Linked DNA regions of Mus musculus: region 2 is linked to region 1. Evidence: chromatin contacts called from public Hi-C data. All regions are on one chromosome and are shown on one strand. Each heading gives the region's core, a stretch centred on a gene start, on an enhancer-like site or on the middle of the called end of the contact. The rest is flanking DNA. Distances are from core to core; before and after follow the strand shown.

Region 1 (7,491 bases), core at 2,118-4,617:
ATGTGATGGAGGCACTGGACACCCAGGATTTTATTCTCTGTCTGATAGTCATCTGAGATGAGCAAAGACGGAGGAAGTATCTTTTCTAGATGCTGATTCAGCCAGGGCTGAGTGACTTGTTGGAGAGTCCACGAGAAAACATGTTTGACAGCAGGATTCTTCTTCCAGGTTTCCCTGAAAAGACACATGAAAACCACACTAAGTGAATGGCACAGCGTTAGCAAAAATAATCAGTTGAAGCTTAACAAGATTTTCTTCTTCTCTTCCTCCTCTTGTCTTTAACGGATTTTATACATATATATGTATCCGTATGTGTATATCTCCGATACAACTCTTGGTTTTTTTCAAATGCATTTTATGATATGAAATAAAATAATTCACATATCTTATACTATATACACTTGTCAGTTGTCCAAACTTGGGGTAATATAGGCTTATCCAATGAATAGCAGCCATTCATAACTACCTACAACTATGTAAGACCTGTGTGGTCAGCAGCAGTCGTGTTGGTGGATGACGTGAAATGTGCTGAGAAGGGAGAGAGATGAGCAGAGGTATGTCACCACTTCAGTGTCTAAGGACTAGAGAACTCAGAGCATGAGTGCCAACTTAGAGCTTATAAAAGGAAACTGCACATCTGACTCAACCTCCTTAAAACACCGTCTGTATAACTGGTATATCGCCTTTAACTACAAATAATAAACAAGATTCACGGATGCTATCTGACCAAGGATGTTGTGAGAAGTCACAACAATACAAAGAAAACTAACTGGGCCCAGTGTTGCACCCCTGTAATCTGAAGTATGTGTATTTGAGGAAGGTGAAGTAAGAGGATCTCTCCCAGTCAAGGCCAACATGGATTACATAGGAAGTACAAAGCCAGCCTATAATCATGTCTTAGTAGAAAAAGAAGGAGGGACTAGTTTAAAAGCCTTTTAACTCTAGGTTTATTTCACCTCATCATTCTGTAGCCAGAGGACTGGGGATCTAGCTCAGTTGGTAAGGTGCTTGTCTAACATGAACAAAACCCTGGGCTCCATCCGCAGCAGTTGCATACACCAGGCATGGTGAGACACTTGCCTGTAAGCCCAGCACCTGGAAGCAGGATCAGAGATTCAGGGCCAACATCCTTGGCTACACGAAACGCTGCCTGACAGGGCCAGAGAGAAGGCTCGGTGGTCAAGAGCACTTGCTGTTTCTCCACAGGACCCATATTTAGATCCAAGATATGTCAGGTAGCTGTCATATGTAAGTCTTGCTCCAGGGAATAAGACACCTCTGGCCTCCTCAGGCACCTGCAATCTCATGCAGACACACACCTACATATAATTAAAATTAATAAAATCCTTTTTTAAAAAGAAGTGTTCTTTTCTTCTTCTTTTTAAAAAAAGATTTATTTATTTTATGTATATTAATAAACTGTAGCTGTCTTCAGACACACCAGAAGAGGGCATCAGATACCATTACAGATGGTTGTGAGCCACCATGTGGGTGATAGGAATTGAACTCAGGACCTCTGGAAGGGCAGTCGGTGCTCTTAACCACTGAACCCTCTCTCCAGCCCAATAAAATCTTTTTAAAACAACCTGCCTTGGGCAGGTGTGGTAACACCCACAGAGATCAGAGGCAGAAAAACCTCTGTTAGTTCCATGCCAGCCTGGTCTACGTAAAAGTTCCAGGCCAGCCAAGGGTACACAGTGAGACCATATCTCAAAATAAGTGAATAAAATATAAATAGATAAAATTAAGACCTAGCTGAAAAACAAAACAAAACGCTGATAGCAATCTAGTTCAGACCACGTACTACAAATCGTTTTCAGTTTCATCCCAATTATTATTCCTTATAATCACTTTATCCAATAATTATGAACAAGTTAGAAGTCCCTGTATTTAAATTCATGCTGAAAGACTGGGTCTTCTCCAAATACCCATGGGTACTTAGCATAAGATACTCGATTCCATATAAATGGGACAGAATCTTCCATATCTATTGTCAGAATTTCCAGTTTTCCAAGGCAGTCATTTGGTGGAGAAAATGGAATTTGATGACTTCAGTTCTAATCTTGAATTTGCTGCTATATGATTTCCTCGTCTCTAGTAAGCCACAACCGTTCCGGTCCTTAAGAAATCTATTATCTCAGCACCCCTATCTGTCTGATAATAGTGAAAAGAGCATTACTCACTTATTCAAATGGGGCTTAAGAAGCCCCAAGACCACAGCAAATCTCCCTCGATCGTCTTCATTTTCTCCGCATAGGAATCCTGCCACAGAACTGCACTCAGTAACTCTAAGCAATAAAGACAGCACCTCACCAGCAACATGCTGAGATGCTGGACTGGTCCATGGCTGCTTCAATCTGTGAGTGATGGCAAAAATATACACGGGTCCTGACATGTGACGGAGGCCTGTCTTCCACGCAGGGCAGTCGGGAGAACTCTTGGCAGCTTCAACCTTCCCCAACAGCTTTAGAAACAGTGAGCCAACTTCAGTCGCCTTCTCGGGCACTTCGGGATGCTCTTCGACCCCATCTGCCTTCTCCTCGGGTGCTGCGAACTTCTCCAGGGCTCTCACCACCTGCCCCAGGATCTCGGGCATCCCCCGGAGGGATCCCCCACTCCCACTCCCCTCAAAGAATCTGTCACCTTCGGCGGCTTCTATTAAAGCGCCGAGGTCTTTAAGAGCCGCATTTCTTGCGCCGCCCTGTCCTGATGACTTTGGGCGGCTGAGACGGTTCAGAATCTTGGAGAAGGCTGGTTCGAGGGCCGGGGGAGAGCCCTCTGCAGGCAGGGAGCAGCCGACCCCCGACTTCTCTTCGGCACTGTCCAGCTTCATTCCTAGTCGCACCGGAGGGGCTGGGCTCGCCCCCCCCGCCCCCCCCGGGGGGGGACAGAGACCAAATGGGGATGGTGTCTGGAGTCTCGGAGGGAAGGTCGTCCGGGGCTCGGTGTCCCCCAACGAACAGAACTAAAACCAGGCACAGCTAAAAGGCGAGATGTCTCACTGTCTTGACGCAAGGATCGAGTGTCAATCCACCCAGTAAAGTGGCTGTAAGAAGAGAGCCTCAAGCCGGGCAGTGGTGGCGCACGCTTCAGGAGGCAGAGGCAGGCAGATTTCTGAGTTCGAGGCCAGCCTGGTCTACAGAGTGAGTTCCAGGACAGCCAGGGATACACAGAGAAACCCTGTCTCGAAAAAAAAATAGGAGAGCCTCAAGCTCCTAACACGTAGCGAAATTTGTCTTTCCGAAAACTCAAAAAAGAAAAAAAAAACAGTTAATTTTAAAGACAAACTACTGAACCGTGACACCAAAAAGGCTCCCGAAACCAAGCGCTCTTCCAGTACGGTAGCTGTATTCCGCAACTTCCGGCCCTGGAGAGCATTGTAGCCGTAAAGCAAAACTAACTTCCGCCAGCGGAGCCGCAACGCTTCTTTTTACGACTCGCGACCAGAAAGCAACAAACAGTCCGTCAGAGAAGGAAGGGGTAAAAGGTGGAGCATGAAGGATATATTTGCATAACTAAGCGTTCGCTCATTAAGTTTGTTCCTGATTTCATCTGCTAGGCTAGAAACAAGAGAATTCTCGCAAAATCCTAGTAACAGTTTGAAATTGTACTAGATTTTGTGTGCAAAAGCTAAATAGAGCGGCAGCATATTAGTCACCCTCTTTGAAAAACTGGTGAGACTTACTCGATACTTCGCAAGCTAACAGTAAGGCCGATCCTTTCTGGTTCATAAAGCGTGATGATTGGGTGTTCACGCCATTGCGTGACATGTGCCGCCCATAAACCTTGTTACGACGTGGGCACATTACCCGTCTGACATGAACTTAGGAGGATCCTCCACTTCTGGTTCTTGTGTAGATTAGAGTTATGCCCTGTTTTTTACTTCTTGGTTCAGTCAGGTAGGATTACTGGTTAGGTAGTGGAAAGTGTCCAGGGTACCTGGGACTAATACATTATTACTAAAGTACATTCCATTCCTAAGAGAAACTGAAAGTGACAGAGTTATGCTTCTTACAAGTCGCTCTGGTACAATTCACTTCTTTCTAAGAAAAATTGTTTTATTAAGTTATTACTCTGATGTGTATAAATGCTTTGTTCACATGCGTATATGTGTACCTGGTGCCCCCCCTGGTCCCCGCGGAAGCCAGAAAACAGTGTCCAGTTCTCTGAACTTGAATTTCTGGAGTTTGTTAGCCATGGCATGTTCTTAACTGAACCATCTTTCCACTCCAAGACATGCTCTTCTTAGTGTTACACTATTTGCCACTACACTACCAGTGATGCCTGTGTGGCTTTTTTTCCCCCCTTCACTTCTCTGTGTGACCTCTTGCAAACGGCAATAGCTCAGATCTCTATGTCTTAATTTCTGTATTGGGGAAACAAATGTAGATAATTACTGGTCCCCATCTCTTAGGACTGTTGGGACAATTTTTAATGTACATAAATGCCGGGAACAATATCTGATCAGCATAAAGTTCATAGAGGTGTTAGTTCCCATTGTTATGCAACAGCACCAACATTAATTTACATTTCTTCTTTCCAAGAAAATCTGGTGATTAGAATTCTAACTCGGAACCTCTTTCTTCTGGCTTTTCCCACTCTGACCAATTGGTGGCACTCTGATCAATCACTGCTAACCACTTCCAAGAGAAACCTTCCCTTAACAAAAGCAGCTTGAGGCCAGTCAATAAGAGGTTATTGTGTCTGTACTGTGTGGGACGTTTCTTTTCTGTAGCATGTGCCCTTTGTGTCCAGTGGATCCAGACGCCTTTCAGACTTGAGGAGTGCTCTGTATTGTTGAGATCTCTCGCTGGGTTTCCCAAAGCCCGAGCCAGCCATGCCTTTACTTCTATCTAGTGCCTGGCACAATTTAGTCAAGGCAACAAATGTATCCTGAATGCCCATGTCCACGCACAGAGGACAGGCTGGATTGACCACCCACACAATGCAGCTACATGGAGCTGCGTCCACACAATGCAGCTTGGTGCAGCTGCAGTGAGGGAGAAAAAGCAGTCTCTGTGTAACACCATGGAACTCTGGGAATATAGATAGGTGGAAGGAGCAGAGGGGAGGAAGGGTAGATAGATGCTCTCTTGTAAGAAAGAAGGAAAGATAGAGAGTAAGATATATGCATTTCCTTGTGTGTTAAAGTAGAAATGGAAGGTAAATAACATGTATAAACAATTATGTGTCAGGAAATAACAGAATGAAGGAATAGAAGCAAGATCTCTCTATGTGTACTTTTATCGCTTTAACTCGGAAATCATGTGAAACCCTTACATAATTATTTTTAAGAGAAAATCAGGTGTGGTAGCGCATGACTATAATACCAACTTGAAGGAGGCTAAAGCAGGAAGATCCAGGCCAGCCTGGGCTAAACAGTAACATGGCTCAGTTGGGAGTGTGTTTGCACAGGCAATGGACTAGAACCTCCAGCAGGACAGGAGACTGGGGATAGGGTATGTGCCTGTACACCTAGCACTGGTGAGGTCAAGGCAGCAGGGTCAGAAGTACAAGGCTAGTCGGGTCACATGAGACTCAAAATAAATAAAGAATGAATAAGTGAATGAATTGTCAAGTCGCATTCCCTAGAGTGGCACTGAAAATGCTTGGCCAAGGATTTGGGGAGACGGTACGCAATGCCGCCCCGCATGAGGCGGTGCAGCTGCTGCAGGACAGTCTGACAGTTTCTCTGCAAAGTAAACAGGGTCAACACAGAGCTGAACCAGATTTAACAACTGTCTTCATTGATGTATAGCCAAGAGGACTAAATTCTTGTACCAGTACGAAAACTTGAACATGGATGTTCACAGCCACAATCTTCTTAGGCAGTGGGATCAGTTCACAGAAAAAGAGATAAATGCTATCTGTAGCTTACATTACCCTAATGACCATATCAAAGGGGGTCCCTGAGGTGGGCCTGTTGGGAGATACCAAAACTGTGAGCTATGCAGGTTTTGCCTACCAGTCATGCATTACCGAGACAAATACTTGAGACTATTCCTAAAAAGAGGGAAAGATTAGTTTGGCTTGTGGTCTCAGGTGTTCCCTGTCTTTGTGCTGGTGGTAACACAGTAGATCACGGTGGGGGAAAAGAAACAGAAAATGCTGCATCTGGGAAGAAAGTCAAAGACAGACAGACAGACAAACAGACAGACAAACACACACACACACACGGGGAGGGGGCAGAGTGAGAGGAACAGGGGATTTGACTAGGACCAGATTTCTAGTGTCTCCTTTGAACACAGCCCTCTGTTGATGTAAATCCTTTACTTTTGGCCTTACTTCTAAAGCTTCTACCATGTTGTTGTGGTGCCACAAGTAGAGTCTAAGCCTTTAACATATGGGCCTTTGGGGTTAGAGTTCATATCCAAACAAGCCTATGACGTAAGTGACCATACTGCTGTGGAATCCTTGGATGATGGGCCACAGGCCCAATGTTCTAGAAGCTGTGAAGCAAACCCCTTTTCTTCATCAGTTAACTACCCAGATATCTTGTTATGATAACAAAAGCTAGCACAGTGAAGGAAGGGTGAAAGAAACACACGATGGGAGTTTACTTAGATATAATTAATGAAAGATCTTGGTTTCTTCCATGCTGTTTGGTGAGAGTGCTTGGTGCTGGGAATTGAATGTGTGCTGAGTTTACCCATGCTGAGCACATACTGAACAACACCCTCAGCTATAAGTGACATTCTGATGCATATGACACAATGGAAGAACCTTCAAGGCAAAATAAATAAACCAGTGACAAAGGCACATGCTATATGATTCTACTGACACGAAATACCCAGAATATGCATACCAATCAAGGCATGACATGGACCAGTGGTTGCTAGGAGATGGGAGAAGGAAACGGAGGATGGCTGATAATTAAGGAGTTTTCTTTCAGGATGCTAAAAAAGTTGTGGATGTGATAGTGATTGCCCAATCCTGCAAAAAATTTAGTGAATATGGAATGGAATATGATGGTTTGTATATTAAATTTTAGTTTAAAAGTGGTAATGGACCATTGAGACATCTTCTTAGGTGTGGAACATGATGGAACCCCCCGTAACAGTGGGAAGAGAATCAAGTAGTTACAGGTAACAGTATGAGCCTGGACCACAAGGTAAATAAGTAGCTTCCAGCTCATACAGCAAGAACCCAAGATGAAGCTCCTCGGTGGAACATTCTCCGACCCTTTCTTTTTTCAGAGATGTGGTGCTAAATCAAGTAACCTTGCTAAACGGTGCTTGAACAATGCCCAAGGTAATAAGGGGCCTCGTGTATAAGACAGTACTTTAAGAATATATCAGGGCTGGGTTTGTGCAGATTCATGCACAGGTCAACACTACAACCCAGACTTACAGCATAGGTGGACCTAGAGGGAAGAGTGGATAGTGTCAATAAAGGGAAGGAGGACTGAGAAGAAGATGGAGACAAACAAGCCAGGAAAAGTATGAACTCACGTCTTACAAGTCACATATATGACTGTACTGGCTAATTTTG
Region 2 (7,491 bases), core at 2,821-5,320, about 17 Mb before region 1:
AACACAGAAACTCTTATTATGAAAAATTTATGGGTTAGAGTAATGGCAATGTATGTCTAAACTCTTATTGTATTTTATCTGTTTATAGGTAAAGCACTTTCACATAAGATTTGTATTTACACATGTATGAGTGAGTGTTGCATTTGCTTGTATGTATGTGCACCTGTGTGTATGGTGCCATGGAGGTCAGTAGAGGGCATTGATCGGATCCCCTGGAACTGGAGTTACAGATAACTGTGAGCCACCAGGTGGTTGCTGGGAAATATACATCCATGAGGTAGAATAACCAAAATTCCTGTAATAAAAAATTCTACACACACACACACACACCCCATTTATACAAGACTTTGCTGAGAGGAATTTGAACAGAAAATAGAAGTAGGGTCAGACAAGAGACCCTACACTGCTAAGTAGCACAGACGCTCCTCTTCAGTGAATATTTTAAGAAGCAGTGTCACCAGCAGAGATCGTTTGGGTGGCTTTTCAGTGACCTTGGAGAAGTCCTGCCCGCCCCCCTCCCACCCCAGGTTGGCCTCCAACTCAGAAATCCCCCTGCCTCTGCCTCCTGAGTGCTGGGATTAAAGGCATGCGCCACCATGCCCCGCCCTTTTTTTTAAAAAAAGTGTTTAGATAATTTTATGTGTGTAAGTGTTGGCCTGCATGTATGTAGGTGCACCACATCTATGCCTGGTGCCTACAGAAGTCAGAGAACTGGAATTAGGAATGGTTATAAACTGCACTGTAGATGCTGGGAATTGAACCCAGGTCCAAGAGCGGCAAGTGCTCTTAACCACTGGGCCATATCTACAGCCCCATCAAATAAGATTTTACTACTCCACTGAGGATGAAAAACAAAGGTCATCCATTAAATATAGTCACATGCTGATAATGGGGATCCTGAGCAAATGGTATATATAAGTATACTTTTGTGTTTGGAAGTTTACATCCTAAAATTTTTTTAAATGTATATTAAGCTGGGTATGGCAGCACATACGAGTATTCCCAGCACTTGAGAGGTAGACAAAGAAAGATCTCAGGTCTGAGGCCAACCTGGCCTATGACATATTTGTATTAAGATGTCACGATAAAACCCATTACTTTGTAAGCTAACCTAAAAAAAAAAAATAATTAAAAGGCAAAATTCAAAAAGTTAAAAAAAAGAAAAATTCCGAGCTGGAGAGATGGCTCTAAGTTTCAGAACACGGGCTGTTCTTGCAAAGGATCTGGGTTTGGTCTGTAGCGCTCACACGGTGGCTCACAGCTGTGTGCAATTCTAGGTCCACAGGATTTGACACCCTTTTCAGTGCAAAAGATACAAGATCCTTGAGCACCAGGCATGTACATGGTACACAGCCACCAATCAAAGAAAAGAAAAAAGGGAAAAAAATGAAATATTAAACAGAAGAAAAGATTTTCTAATGTAATCAGCTTAATTCAGGCAGAAACTGTTTTCCCTCAGTTCCTGCTAGTTTGCTTTTAATCAGTTGAGACTGTTTCTCTCATCTCATACCATATTAACTATGGACATAAACATTTTAGTATAAAAGAAATAGGCTTGAGGACATTTCCCATTAGGCACCTAATAAAAGGCACATAATAGACTTAGTCCAGTAATTTGAAGCCAATTGCACACTATTGGGGGGGGGGCATCAGCTACTTATCTTTTTCCAGGTCAGTTTAAGAGCAGGACAAAATACTAAAGAACAACCCTGCCCATCCCACCCCAGAATAGCATCAATTTCTAGAGTGTAGAGTGGGAGATTTTTAAATTTTGCGTTCAGGAGTTAGGAGACCCACTCTGAAGAGGCCATATGAGTAGCTACTTTAAGAGAAGGACACTGATAAATAGCTTGGGTCAAGAGCTGGAATTGCAAGGACTAAAGAATGCAATGCCTACTTCCCATCCTCGAGTAAACATTTTCCCCACACAGGCTGCTTCCAGAAGGATGCCAGAATTAGATTAACCTGTATGAATAAATGCAGCAAGAAAAGCACACCTGCACTAATCCATACACATTATCATGTTTTAAGTTCACAAAGTTTCTATCAGTGCCAGTGGAAAACAGGGATCTGGAGTTCTTTCTCGTCCTTCAGTCTGTCAGAATTATTTGAGGTACCAAGAATGCTTTCCAAAATCCTTCCTTGCTTCTCAACTTGTTTTTTTTTTTTTTTTGCTCTTGGTAAGTCACAACCAGTCAGCCTGCAGCTCAGTAAAGCAGGCTGTATAAAATCCATGGGCCCATACAGTGTCTAACTCCAATCAGTAAGAAACAGGGCAGCTTGCAGTAATTCCACCTTTTAGCTAGAATTGGCTGAACCAAGTTTGTGAGTAAATACAAAAATTAATTCAGGTTTTAAAAAAAGGGAACAAGCTGGGCAGTGGTGGCACACGCCTTTAACTCAGCACTTGGGGGGCAGAGGCAGAAGGATTTCTGAGTTTGAGGCCAGTCTGGTCTAGAGAGTGAGCTCCAGGACAGCCAGGGCTACACAGAGAAACCCTGTCTCGAAATCAAAACCAAACCAAACCAAACCAAACCAAAAACAAAATAACAACAAAATCAAGTCAATAACCTTAACAATGGTTATTTTCAACAAGACCTGGCTCTTTAATATTAAATAATGGAAAGAAAATTCGTCCCACGTTCTCAGAAATTCAATAAATACTGTGCTTGCCTCGGTTGGCTTAATACTCCACTGATCAAAATCTCAGCGTTAAAGTACATTAACACATTAGTTCCCAGGCCTTCCAATATAGCCCTTGTCCTCAGGACGCCGAATTCCGCGTTGTGTTTTGTCGAAATCCAAATTTTCATCTAGACCAGGACCTAGGTTTCCCTTGGCATCCCAACAGCTGCTTAATATACCCCACTGTATGAAAGTGTGCTGAACAGGCCGGGCAACAGGTATAGCGCTGCAAACCGGGCAAGAGCACCCAAACTTAGCACTCTGGCGTTTTCTCTCTTCTCATTCAAAGACGCCGCTCCCATTGGGCATCTCATCTGAATTAAGCGACTACTCTTTCTTATACCTATTTCGGTTGGGGGGGGGGGGGAGAACCAAAACCAAAACAGCTCACATATTTATATACATTCCGGAAGTCTATCCGTAATTACAGTGAGCTCCTCCTACCGGCATTTCACTGATGGTACTGGGGGAGTAAGGCGGATAATCCCTCACACGGAAAGCACCGCACTCGGTGGTTGATCCGATTTCTAATCCCATCTGCACTGATCCCCTGCTGGCTAGTGGTGAAGCCGAGTGAAAAGACAGTGAGGACTGTGTGTCCTCGCTGGCGGGTGATGCCTAGGCGATTCGACATCTGACAACAGTTTCCTTAAGATGGTTTGGGACTGGGGACCGGGGCGGCGTGCAGCCTTGCCACCTCCCTAAACCAAACTCTTAAGCGCGAGGAGGGGGAGCAGACCCTGAGAGCCACCCCGGCGCTGGGGGGTGGAGGGGCCGCACGCAAGGCGGGGAGTCCGCATTTAAAAGGGCAGAGGGCGCACCGCCTACCTCCGCGGTCCGCCCCGGTGCTCCGGGACCGTGGCCGCGGGGCGCTCGGCGGGAAGTCGCCGCGCATGCCCGGAGCCGCGCCCGCTGCACCCTGGGTCGCCTTAGTTCCCCCTCAGGCCTCACTCGGCCAGCGGCGCCCAGGGGCCGCTCGCTGCTGTCTTGGAGGCTCGCGAGGGAGGCGCTGGATCCGCCAGATGGAGGCAAGGTCGGTAACTCGGGGCCGAGCGAGCCGAGCCGGCGCTTCCTATCCCTGTAGGGGAACAGAAACGAAGAGAGCGGTCGCCCGGCCTCTCGGGGGCAACCGTCAGGACTTCGGTCGAAGGGGGCAGGCTCAGCCATGCGGTCCCTTTAAGAGGGGGCGGGGCGCGGCCTGCCGTTTGGCCGGCCTCCGCACCCTCCCCCCGCCCCCAGGCGAGAGCTGACAGACCAATCGCCCGGGTGGCGCAGGGAAGGCGGGAGAATGCGAACTCTTCGGTAGGACGATAGGGGCGGGGCCCCAGCCTTATTAGGAGTGAGTGCTGCGCAGGCGCAGATGCGGTCGCTGGCCAAGGGGCGGGGACTAGTCCTGTGAGACTCCGACAGGCACGGAGGCTGATAGAGAGGCGAGAGGGTAGCGAGGGGCTTGTCACGGGGATCCGGGCGACCGGGCAGCCCCGGTAGTGTCTGGGGAGTCCCCGGGGGGGACAGCCAGCGTCGCTGCCTGGGAGCCCCGGCGCCATCGGCCGCGGGGAACCCCGCTGCTCGCTCTCCTAGAGAGGGAGGGGGCCGGAGGGAGCCCCGGTCTCGCCCCGCCCCTGGGCTTGTTACCGCGGGGGCGGGGAGTAAGGGCTTCTTCTTGGGGGAGTGGAGATCGGGGGACTCGGCGGTGCCCTCTCGAGCGGCGGCCGTGTCCCCGCGGCGCCGGGCTGCCGAGCGGAGGAGCGGCGGTCGTGGCTGTTGCATGTGTGGCTGCTGGATGCGGAGGCGGCGGCGGCGGCGGCGGCGAGGAGCAGCAGCAGCGGCGGCGGCGGCGGTGGTGGTGGTGGCGGCGGCAGGATGTTAGGGCAGCAGCAGCAGCAGCAGCTGTACTCGTCGGCCGCGCTCCTGACCGGAGAGCGGAGCCGGCTGCTCTCCTGCTACGTGCAGGACTACCTGGAGTGTGTGGAGTCGCTGCCCCACGACATGCAGAGGAACGTGTCGGTGCTGCGGGAGCTGGACAACAAATACCAAGGTACTTTCCCTTCTTTCGGGTGACAGTGTGCGCCGAGTGCACCGAGCGATCTGGTGTGTGGGGCCGGGAAGCGGTTGTGTGTGTGTGTGTGTGTGTCTGGGTGGGGGGACGGCACAGCACACTCGCGGCCCTCCCTGTCCCGGCTGCGGCTGACGAGGACTTCCGAGGACCGCCCGTCCGTCAGCCCCCGTTGCAGCTCCGGCGGCTGGCTGCAGCTGCCGCGGACGGGAATCAGCCATTTTTAAGCGAGCATTTGTTCCGGTGCCTGCCGGTTGGGTGCCGCACACTGTCCTGCCCGGGGCTGGAGAGTGTGCAACGAGCAGGGTTGCGGGGCTGGACCGGGGTGCTGGGCCTGCTTAGCCCCTTGCCTGCTGGGGCTCCCTCCGTCTGCGAGCAGATGCATTGGAACGTATGGGGGGGAGGGGGCGAGAGGACGGCGGAGGTGGACTCGGGAGATGCCTCTCCCCCCACCCCCACCCCCCTCCAGCTCCCGGCGTGGCGCGGGACTGGGACGGTCTGTGCTTCCCTCTCGCCCCGGGGAAAGTTCCGGGCCGCCCGGTGTCTCACTCAGCCCTTCTTCGGCTACTGCCAAATGGTTAAAGGGGGAGGGGTTCCCCCGCAGGGCGAGACGGAGAAGGGGTGTGTGTGTTGTGTATGTGTGTGCGTCCGTGTGTGTGTGTGCGTGTGTGTGTGAGTGTGTGGCGGGGAGGGTCCGGCCTAGGGGCGGGGCCTGCAGGTGTGACGTCGTATGGGCGGGGCGCGCGCTCCCGCGGGAGTCGGCCACGGCGGGCTGCTCGGAAGGGTCCTGGGGTGGACTGAACCCATTGCTGGGCGGGACGGTCGGTGGGCCTGGGCGGAGTCAGTGTTGGGTGTTGGGAGAGATATTTCAAATCTCTCCCTAGCCCCCCCCCCCACCCCGGTTAGTGAATCAAGACGCGGACACCGCCGTGGGGGACTGTCTCTGACCCTGGCTCAGCGTAGGTTCCGGGCCATGTGTCACTTCCGGACTTCTGGAGGAAGTGGGTTCGTTGGCTGGGCAACCACCTGGCGTCTTTGCACCCTTGGGTTCCTCCTCCACCAAGTTTAAATGAGGAGAAAAGCTTTTTCTTGTCATCAAAGAAACTAGGACAGGGAATATCTTCAGGGATTGTCATACCTTTCTCCTGCTAGGACAGGAGAAATTTAAATGGGGATACGTTCAGCCTTTAGTAACCCCTAGTCAAGAAACTGTGTAGACCTAATATGGACCATAAAAACAACTTGGAGTCATTCTGTTTCCCCAGACCATCCCCAGTCCTGTAACTTAATCCTGTAATACACCCCATGGTGACTTAGCATGTAAGAGCACTTAGGTGTTTTCAATCGACAAACTTGTTTTCTAAGTCTCTCACTGTTTATAGTATAACAGTGTTTTCACCAGATTCAAAGACTTATGAGGTAAAAATCTACTTTTATAGACAAAATTTATAGGGATGGTATAATGAATTCAGTTAATTGGTGGAGAATATTTTATTTCAAAGCTGTCTGCTTTTAAAACCGTTTTAAAACTGTGACTCCTCTCAATCCCAAGAGATTGAAGTTAGGACTCACACAGGATAGGTAAAGGCCCTACAAGTTCACCCTTTCAAAAAATGAAAATCATTCTGTGGTATTTTCTGCAGACATAGGGAACATACATGAATGGCAACCTAGCATGAGAATTCTGTGCCAAAATATGTAGTTTTTTTTCTTTAAAAGCGCAAAGCTTAGACTTTTAGATTGGTAGTGACATAATTTTTTGACAGGGAAATCTGTGATACCAGTTACCTGTAATTGTCATAAACTGTTCAGGTAACATGAATAGTAGATCTTACAAGACTGAGAGGTTAATGCAAACCAGCTCCATTATGATTGAGATTAATTCCAAGATTAATACACAAATCGTGGTCTAGCTTCTGCATAGGCACAGAGTTGCTAAGCTCAACTTCACAGTTTTATTTTTGTTAGAAGCTTTATATATTTTTGTTTTCTTGGTCCAGATTTTATATTCACTGATTCTTAAGTATTTTCTAGTATGGGGGTCTAATGTTACTGTGCCTTTCAGAAATTATTGCATGGTTCATTAAGTAGAGAAACAAAGAAAAAGCACAACTGGTTTAAATATTTATTGCAGGATATGGCTATAGGAAGCCTTCATTGTCTCCTCAGCATTTCATTCATAATTTTCTAGAGAAATCTTAGCCTTTGAGCTAGAATGTAATGTGGGATTTCCGATGCCGTTTGTACAGTGTATGGAAAGTGTTGCATGATCAGATGTGCACGTTTGGCAGTTCAAAGTCTGAAGGTCTTGATCATTGTTTCCCACTTCAGGTAGCAGTGATTGCATTCTCACAGGTTTACTCTGGAGGCATTTTTTTAAGTGCTGAACATTGAACCTAGGGTCTCACGCATGTGTAGCAAGCAATAGCAGCCTACCACTGAATTGTTCCCAAACCCTCTTTTCACTCTTTATTTTAATATAGGAGGTCATTGAGTTACCCAGAAGAGCCTTGAACCCACTGTGTAGCCCAGACAGCTTTTGAAGTTGGGATCCTCCTGCCTCACTTTCTCAAGTAGCTGCCACTAGCAGCTTGTGGCACTAGGCCAGCAAGATGAAAGGAAAAAATCTCTAGCCCACAATATGGGCTGAGTACTTCTTTAAAATTTGCTTTTTTTTCCCCTCACTGTATAGTTAAGGTGTCTTTATAAATTTTTATCTCATCACAGTGTTAGTGTGCAAGTATGACACA

Evidence for each region. A called contact is a pair of places that touch in the nucleus more often than the background predicts.
Region 2: a Hi-C map of CD4 T cells shows a contact between it and region 1, with 6 times the contacts expected there. The contact joins the promoter of Ing2 here to the promoter of Tti2 in region 1. A contact is called at or near these places in 2 of 484 Hi-C or Micro-C datasets (CD4 T cells and CD8 T cells).

Annotation. Positions count from the first base shown.
Region 1 is chr8:31,146,192-31,153,682 of GRCm38.p6, reverse strand. It overlaps Tti2 (TELO2 interacting protein 2), which reads right to left and starts at 3,367. Exons shown (of 7, transcript NM_144927.3): 1 at 2,184-3,367; 2 at 1-174. The coding sequence starts at 2,833. It overlaps Snord13 (small nucleolar RNA, C/D box 13), which reads left to right and starts at 3,725; the gene lies at 3,725-3,822.
Region 2 is chr8:47,671,738-47,679,228 of GRCm38.p6, reverse strand. It overlaps Ing2 (inhibitor of growth family, member 2), which reads left to right and starts at 4,070. Exons shown (of 2, transcript NM_023503.3): 1 at 4,070-4,723. The coding sequence starts at 4,549. It overlaps AA386476 (expressed sequence AA386476), which reads right to left and starts at 3,838. Exons shown (of 1, transcript NR_166692.1): 1 at 1-3,838.